Linked DNA regions of Oncorhynchus mykiss: region 1 is linked to region 2. A link is a contact called in public Hi-C data. All regions are on one chromosome and are shown on one strand. Each heading gives the region's core, a stretch centred on a gene start, on an enhancer-like site or on the middle of the called end of the contact. The rest is flanking DNA. Distances are from core to core; before and after follow the strand shown. Region 1 overlaps LOC110506421 (ankyrin repeat domain-containing protein 11). Region 2 holds the start of LOC110506419 (paraplegin).

What was found. Hi-C and Micro-C count contacts between places; a contact is called where the count stands out from the background.
Region 1: a Hi-C map of liver shows a contact between it and region 2, with 4 times the contacts expected there. The contact joins the enhancer-like site here to the promoter of LOC110506419 in region 2. A contact is called at or near these places in 3 of 3 Hi-C or Micro-C datasets (blood and liver).

What each region holds. Positions count from the first base shown.
Region 1 is chr26:22,979,833-22,984,081 of USDA_OmykA_1.1, forward strand. It overlaps LOC110506421 (ankyrin repeat domain-containing protein 11), which reads left to right. Exons shown (of 14, transcript XM_036964476.1): 5 at 3,583-3,715. Among protein-coding and RNA genes, the nearest start is that of slc22a31, 31 kb to the right of the region's middle. Within about 2 kb of position 2,934, at least 7 of the 11 cell types and tissues checked have an H3K27ac peak or open chromatin away from gene starts, as enhancers often do. A contact at or near this core is called in liver, where this site is marked.
Region 2 is chr26:22,859,147-22,863,478 of USDA_OmykA_1.1, forward strand. It overlaps LOC110506419 (paraplegin), which reads right to left and starts at 2,247. Exons shown (of 17, transcript XM_021586012.2): 1 at 1,524-2,247; 2 at 1,277-1,379; 3 at 1,099-1,191; 4 at 780-1,021; 5 at 223-362; 6 at 1-49. The coding sequence starts at 1,739.

The DNA of each region.
Region 1 (4,249 bases), core at 1,684-4,183, 120 kb after region 2:
TGACATAGTTTTCTTAAACCAAATCAAATACAATTTTATTGGTCACATACACATGGTTAGCAGATGTTAATGCGAGTGTAGCGAAATGCCTGTGCTTCTAGTTCCAACAGTGCATTAATATCTAACAAGTAATCTAAAAATTCCCCAACAACTACCTAATACACTCAAATCTAAAGGGGTGAATGAGAGTATGTACATATGGAGGAGCGATGGCTATGCGGCATAGGCAAGGTGCAGTAGATGGTATAAAATACAGTATTTACATGTAATGTAAGAAATGTAAACTTTTATTAAAGTGGCATTATTTAAAGTGCCATTGTTTAAAGTGACTAGTGATCAATTTATTAAAGTGTCCAGTGATTGGGTCTCAGTGTAGACAGCAGCGTCACTGAGTTAGTGATGGCTATTTAACAGTCTGGTGGCCTTGAGATAGAAGCTGTTTTTCAGTCTCTCGGTCCCAGCTTTGATGCACCTGTACTGACCTCGCCTTCTGGATGATAGCGGTGTGAACAAGCAGTGGCTCGGGTGGTTGTTGTCCTTGATGATCTGTTTGGCCTTCCTGTGACATCAGGTGCTGTAGGTGTCATGGAGGGATGGTAGTTTGCCCCCGGTGATGCGTTGTGCAGACCACACCACCCTCTGGAGAGCCTTACGGTTGTGAGCAGTTGCTGTACCAGGTTGTGACACAGCCCGACAGGATGCTCTCAATTGCGCATCTGTAAAAGTTTGTGGGATTTAGGTGACAAGCCAAATTTCTTCAGCCTCCTGAGGTTGAAGAGGCGCTGTTGCGCCTTCTTCACCAAACTGTCTGTGGAACTTAAAACTTTCCACCTTCTCCACTGCTGTCCAGTCAATGTGGATAGGGGGGTGCTCCCTCTGCTGTTTCCTGAAGTCCACGATCATCTCCTTTGTTTTGTTGACGTTGAGAGGTTATTTTCCTGACACCTGACTCCGAGTGCCCTCACCTCCTCCCTGTAGGCTGTCTCGTCGTTGTTGGTGATCAAGCTGTTGTGTTTTCTGCAAACTTGATGATTCCGATATGTTCACTGATATATCGTGCATCCCCACTTAAAATACAAGTTGGCAAAATGCACTATGTCAAACAGTTGTTATTTTGTTTTTTTACCCACGTGAATTATTGCAACACTTGCAACTTATACACGTGTCCCGCTCTCTGAAACGTTCCTTGCTACTGTATTGAATGCACTATGAATACCATCACACAACCCTACCCTTTAAATACAGACATGCTTTCTGTGTTTCTAGATGTAGCCTAGAGCCAGGGAAATGGCTGTATGTAGTGTTGCATCAGCTTAATGACTCATGATATAGCAAGGTTATGTGCTTTAGCCAGCCAGCTATATATGACTCATCTGAGTAGGTAGTCCAGGTTTTATCTATGAAGTAATCTTCTTTATTTCTGACCAATGAAGTGGAGGCTGCTGGCACTGTGTGGCAAATGTAGATCCTCATGCATCAAAAACAGCATTACGTTCCTGGGCAGGCAGGCCACGGCATTCTGCTGTAGTCAGCCTGACACTGAGACACTCAGACAAAACATGAGAGATTAGTTCCTAGAGATTTTCTCCCTAGGTTCTATGTTAGACCACTGAACATCATTTCCCAGAAGTGGATTCTAATGAACGGAGCTGTTAATTAGATGTGAGCAGAGTTGTAATGGTAACGTAATAACAGGTGTCATTTCCTGTGTTATTGTTTCTCAACATGGTTGTGATACTAGGGATTAGGGAGACATTTCAGTGGGGTTTTCCCCTAGGTAGTGTGGAGAGCTGTCCCTTTAAATGGCAGCTAAAGCCAGCTTGTGTTTTTGTGGACGTGTTGCCAGCATGGACAGCCACAGTGGGCTTAGACGCAGAATGATGATGTCATGGTAATCAATGGGGCAGCAGCAACCCAGAGGTGCAGCTTTACGCGCGTCTGCTATGTACAGCCTTCCACACCGAATTGCATCAGACTCTGGGAGGGAGAGGAGGAGCGAGAGCATTGCTAGGAGACCAGTAAACATGGTCTCTCATGAAGGCAGCCTTGAAGCAGTGGCTCACAGCTGTCTTTTTAATTCGGCTCTCTTTTCTCCGCGTGTTGCAGCAAGACTTGCTCTGCCTAGCGCTAACGCCTCTGTCTGTCTTGACATGTTGTTTTGTGTGTGCCTGTGTCAGCTGTCTGTATACTGTGTACTGTCTTTCTGTTTGGAAATTCCTCCTACATGTAGACCGACAAATAATGTGTCTCGTTCCCTCCCTCCCTCTCGCTGGTGTACAGAGTTACTGCTAAGCCTAGCTCTAAGCAGCAGGAAGAGCTTGCTGTGTGTCTACACTGTACTGTAAGGGTGACATCATAGTCTCATGACTGTAGGAGTGCTGGGGGCTGGGACTTGCCAGGGCGGGCTGCAGAGCGAGCCACTGTACAGCAGTGGGAACTAGCCTGAGAAAGAGAGAGCGTTCTGCTGCTACATTCCACCTCTTATCTGATCGGATTCTGCGTCTCCGCTCTGTGGTAAACAGCCACCTACACAGAGCTCTTTAATTAGCCTTCCTTACCACAGACGGCACCCGGCCGACAACCCAGCTGCTCTGGCCCTCTAAATCTAGCGTTTAGAAAAAGAGGCATTACATAAGGTTTTATTTATTTGTTTTATAATCGTTTGCGATGTATTTAATTATAGCAATCATTCAAATCTGGGTTCGCAGAGTTCTACTACAAACTAAAACCATCAGGTTGCAGTTAATAGCCTGGTATTTGAATATATAAGCAGTATATTGTATAGAAGAGAGATATTTTCCTGTCTTTGGAACACTACACTAAAATCCTTGCTCCTTTTTCTTATGAAGTGTTAGATCTCCCTGCTCCTTAGAGCTAAATGTGAGGAGGGTGTTTCGTGTGAGAGCCGAGCAGACAGGCCCCGATCAGAGCTGCTGCATGCCCCTTTAACAGCAGTCTTTTGGGCCAGGCAGGCCGAGGGAGAGGCAGCGCTGTACTGTGCTGTATAGACAGAACGTCAGCCGGAGGGAGCCGTTGGTGCCGGAGCAGGCCGCTTGCTGGCGGGGGGACGGGAGCTTCTGATGGGTTCCAGTTGCCGTGGACCACAGACCCCGGGGGTGTTACCGCTCCTTCCATCTCTCTCTTTCCATTTGGGACTGTCTGCCTCTGCTCTCTGCTGCCGGAACACCGAGAGGAAATTCCATGGAAAAGTCACGCTCTGCAAATCCCCTAATCGCTGGAAGTCTCTAGACGCTGCAGTGTAAAGCTTTGGGAAACACAGCTGCCGCCTGCCTGTCTCTTTGTGTCCCTCAGTCAATGTGTCCTGGCCTGGATGGCCTGTGTCCCTCTGTCTCTGTCTGTTCAGGCTCTGTCTTTTCCCAAATGCTAAGGGAAGTCTCCAACGTTAGGCCAAAGCTTGGCACTCGTCTAGAGGAAGTTCTATAAATATCCTTCCACATCAGCCCTTTCATTTTAATCTACAGTTTTAGTAGCTAGTAGTGTACCCCATAAATGATCATCTGTGTGTCTTTACTGTTATAGCTGTACAATATGGTGTTCATGTTTTCTTTTTTTATTTGCCAGGATAAAGTATTGTCAAACAAGACTCCTAAATTGGACCGCAGCGATGGCGTCAAAGAGATGAAAGAGAAGGCATCCAAGAGGAAGCTTCCCTTCACTGTTGGAGCCAATGGAGACCAGAAAGATTCTGACTCAGGTAAGACTGGAGGGGGAGGGGATGTTACATCACTTCCTCAGCCTGGCAGTGCATGCTGGAAGAATTAAATGAAATTACATTTAGTTTTTTTGTAGAGTTTTTTTTTTTAACCTTCATTTAACTAGGCAAGTCAGTTAACTTCTCTGGGATATGTGGGACAATAGCGTCCCACCTCGCCAACAGCCAGTGAAATTGCAGGGCGCCAAATTCAAAACAACAGAAATACCCATTTTAAAATTCCTCAAACAGACAAGTATTTTATGCCATTTTAAAGATAAACTTCTTGTAAATCCAGCCACAGTGTCTGATTTCAAAGAGGCTTTACGGCGAAAGCACACCAAACGATTATGTTAGGTCAGCACCTAGTCACAGAAAACCATACAGCCATTTTCCAGCCAAGGAAAGGGCTCACAAACATCAGAAATAGCGATTAAATTAATCACTAACCTTTGATCTTCATCAGATGGCACTCACAGGACTTCATGTTACACAATATATGTGTGTTTTGTTCGATAAAGTTAATCTTTGTCCAAA
Region 2 (4,332 bases), core at 997-3,496:
CCACAGGATTGCTACCCCAATGGCAGCCATTCCAAGGGCATAAAGTGCACTGTGACAGAAACAGAGACAAAAGCAGTATTGTACCAATGCATGGAAACACACATGACATGTGATTGAGGTATAAACATATTACATGTTACCTAACCATGGCATGCATGTGATATTCAGTTTTGCATGATCACATCACAGATGCAAGTGTTGGTTGAGAGTCAGGGAACTCACTTTCCAAAGAAGCCAGTGCGCTTGTAGGAGACTGGTATCCTGTCCTTGGCGTCAATGTTCAGCTCCTCTTCTGCAGCTCTAAGCTTCTCCTCAAATTTGTCAATGTTGGCCACCTGCATACGGTACATCAGAGCCAGCCTCTGCACACAGACGGAGGGAGGAAGCGTGTGAAGGGGGGCATATTTCACCGAACATCATCTAGATACCTGTGCTTATAAAATAGGTGACATGGTCATCACAACATTAAAGTGGTGATGGAATGTATCAACACACTAAAAACTGAGGGGTATACTACAAAGTAGGATCAATGAGTTAGCCAGCTAACATTGATAAGCAACCAGAAATAACTATTGATTTTCTGGTTCATTAAAAAGCTAAATTTAGATATGCGTTTTCATTTGTTTAATAAATTAGACCATGCCCATTTCAAGCTCATCTTTCAAAAAAAAAAAGTTAATCTGAATACTTAGGCAAGTTAACGGGCTAACCCCTTGATTCTGCTTTGTAGTATACTGTACATCAGTGTCCAGATTCTAGAATGAGGAAATGGAACGTACAGGCCTTCCGAAGATGACTGCTCCTGGGTGGAGGTAGATTTCCACGATGTCGCTCTCAGGGACCACCTGCACACGAGACACCTCACCCTTGGCCAGCATCTCATTGACAAAGTCATTCCAGGAGATGTTTCCCCCGCTGGTATTGATGGAGTTGAGGAGGCTCATGATGAGGGCGATGATGAAGAGAGTGCGCAGACGTTCCTTATACATCTGATCCTCTTGCTCCCGCCGCTTCTTCTCCTCTGAAAGACAATGGGGAATTAAGATGGGCAGCTAACATCTCCTGTGTTTCTTACTGACCTTGAGGTTTCTTACTGACCTTCATCTTCCTCTGGATTTTTTCCCTTAGGTCCATCACTCTTCTTTTTATCTTGTTGGTTAGACTGAGATGTACTGAAATTATTTGTGGAATCTGGAATGATAGATTACGAGCCAGTGCCATCAGACTGGGAATTATTAGACCATCTTCGAAATTAGTGGGTGGGGTGGCTGCTTACCTAAAACATTCCACAGGCCAACAGGGTTTTTGAACAAGTTGTTCTTGATCAGAAGTTTACGCATTGCTGTCAATCTGGGACTCATGGGTCTGTGTAGCAGTTGCTGGAGAAAGAAGTGGTAACATAATATTAAACTAGGACCTTTTCCTGTTGCTCATGGTTACAGTAGCTACAGGAGTGGCATGACCATTGTGATATGAATGACAGTCAGCTATTGTCATGGTGGAAACAAAGACAGGCAACTAACCTGAATGAGTCCAGGGTTGAGGCCATTATGTGGTTGAGTCACAAATGGACGAATTGAGCCTGATAATCTTTTACAGTTCATACATGTCGATTGCTGCAGTTTGGCGCCATCGTTGTTTTGACGGTTGTTGACAAATTGACAATTGGTGCGTCGCGACACGGTCCATATTATGGTCTTGTAATTTCTACAAGAACTGGCACGTCGCAGAGCTGCCATTACACTGAAAGCTAGGCTACCTAACGTTCGCACAGGTTAGATACAACCACAGTACAGCTGGCTAGCTAATAAAACTGACATGGTCGCCATTAACAGTGCATTCACGACCTGGCTAGCAAACGTCAGTAATGACAATGGGCTTTCGATCTTGAGATTGCAGTAGTGGTCAGCGCGGCATTTTATTATAAAAAAACATGTAATTAAATAGTTAGCTAACTGTTGTTATTCAACATGGCAAGTATAATAAAGATGGTTTGCTACATTAAAGACATATCACTCCTCACACTGATCCGTCCTCAGTATATGTACAACTGTCTCTGTATCTTATTCGACAAGATTTCGTTCACAAATCCTTTGATATGCTCTGAAATGTAGATTTACCCATCATTCTGTTTTGGTAACGAATTTGTATCTTTACAGCAAGGTCCGTGAATTAAATGGGTCAAATTCCTTGTTCAGCTGACCACGAGAATAAATAAGCACATACATATCCTGACGCAATTAAAAAGTATTTGCTGAACCCCGCACTTTAACCCCAAGCGCAACAGTTCGTCTGACCAAAAAGCATTTACATATCTGGTTTTATTATATATTCACGCCGAGATAGGCATAACTTTCAATTTGCGGAAAATATATAATTTATTGTCATTAAATATATATATAGAAAAGTTATTAGTGAACCCTAGTCTGATTACGTCACGACGTTGCATCATGAGCATTCTACCTGCGCAGGATTTTCACTTCCAGCAAACACGTTCATTGAAATAAAAATGGCACATAGAATAGATGCCAACTGTCCGGAAATACAAAAATAAACTTATTATCGAGATTGTGCGCTGATAAATCATTGTATTTGACTTATCTGCCTCTCGTGTGTTAAATAAAGTCTAAGGACTTCTCTGCTGTAGTTACAAAAGTAGCCACCAGAGGATTCATTGTGTTTATACTTGTACTTTTAGCAGTAAAATCATGGTGAAACAGCTTGGAAAGTTTTGTTGTTCATAAAGGTTTGTGCATGACATTGTGATTGTAAAAGCTGCCCTGCCTAAGAAATACCAGATAAAATCTGATAGACTGGTAGACTAAGGTAATACCAAAAATTATATACTCGGTGGTAGCCTAATACAAGGCTGAAGTGGAGCGGTTTGAGAGCTTCCTCTGTGTCTACAGCACTAAGGATCTTTCATGGTCTGAACACGGCCAACACAGTCATGAAGAGGTCACACAACAAAACCTGAAAAGACTCTGCATGGGCCCTCAGATCCTCAAAAAGTTCAACAGCTGCACCATTGAGAGCATCTTGACTGGCTGCATCACTGCATGGTATGGCAACTGCTTGGCATCCGGCCTCAAGGTGTTACAGAGGGTAGTGCGTGAGGCCCAGTACATCACTGGAGTCGAGCTCCCTGTCACCCAGGACCTCTATACTATACAGTGTCAGAGGAAGGCCCTAAAAATTTTCAATGACTCCAGCCACCCAAGTCATAGACTGTTCTCTCAGCTACCACACGGCAAGCGGTAACAATTAGTTAAAATGGTAACCAAATAGCGGTACCAATTAGTTCAATAGTTAACCAATTAACTACCCAGACAATCTACATTTACCCTTTTCGCACAAAAGTTTTTTTGACTCATCACATACACTGCTGCTATTGTTTATTATCTGTCACTTTATTTCTACTTATACGTACATAATAATACAATTAATAATAATAGATGTGCAGGGTTACGAGTTAATTGAGATAGATATGTGTTTTACATTACTATTTACTATTCTTTTTCTATTTTCTTTCTCTTTGCATTGTTGGGAAGGGCCCTTCCTTTCACTTTTACATACACGTAAGTAAGCCTTTCACTTTTAGTCCACACCTGTTGTTTACAAAGCATGTCACAAAAACAAAACAAAAATAACTCCTAAAAGCATGCAGTACAACGTGTATGTCCATTTAATATTGTAGAGGACCTAAAAACAAATTATTCTCTGAAAGAGTCAAAATAAAGGCTCACCCCATCACCGTGACGAACATTACAATAAGCCAATGAGAAAACAGATTTAAGATATTTATTTTTTATCTTAACCAATGATAGCTCTTCTTACATCTCCGTGCATGTCATGTTGCCGCCCAGCAGAGGCCGCTATTCAATCGGTGCAATCGATATGTATTACCAAACAACCCAAACCTGTCTGACTTTCAAAATGTGCAGAGATCATCAACAACAACAATGTTATGACATTGAGACATTGAAATCATGTATTGATGATTGCACTGAGAAAAAGTGTTTTGGAAGTGAAATAGGATATTCAGACCTGTCCTACCTGTGATCTGGACATTTTTAAAAATGTATTTTACCTTTATTGACATGTGGGTCATACTAGGCTGCTAGTTATCTGTAAAGGTGCTATGGTTCAACTGACATCATGAGTACGATCAGATTTAAGTATGCAATAATATGTTTGTTCACGTGAATAATAACACGATAAGAGATGTCTTTCTCCATCACGCTGGGCGAGATCAATCAAGTGCACCCAGCCTTCGTACTCCATTTCCTTTGCTTTTCTCCCAACTGTATAATGGAGATGGGTCCCCAAACA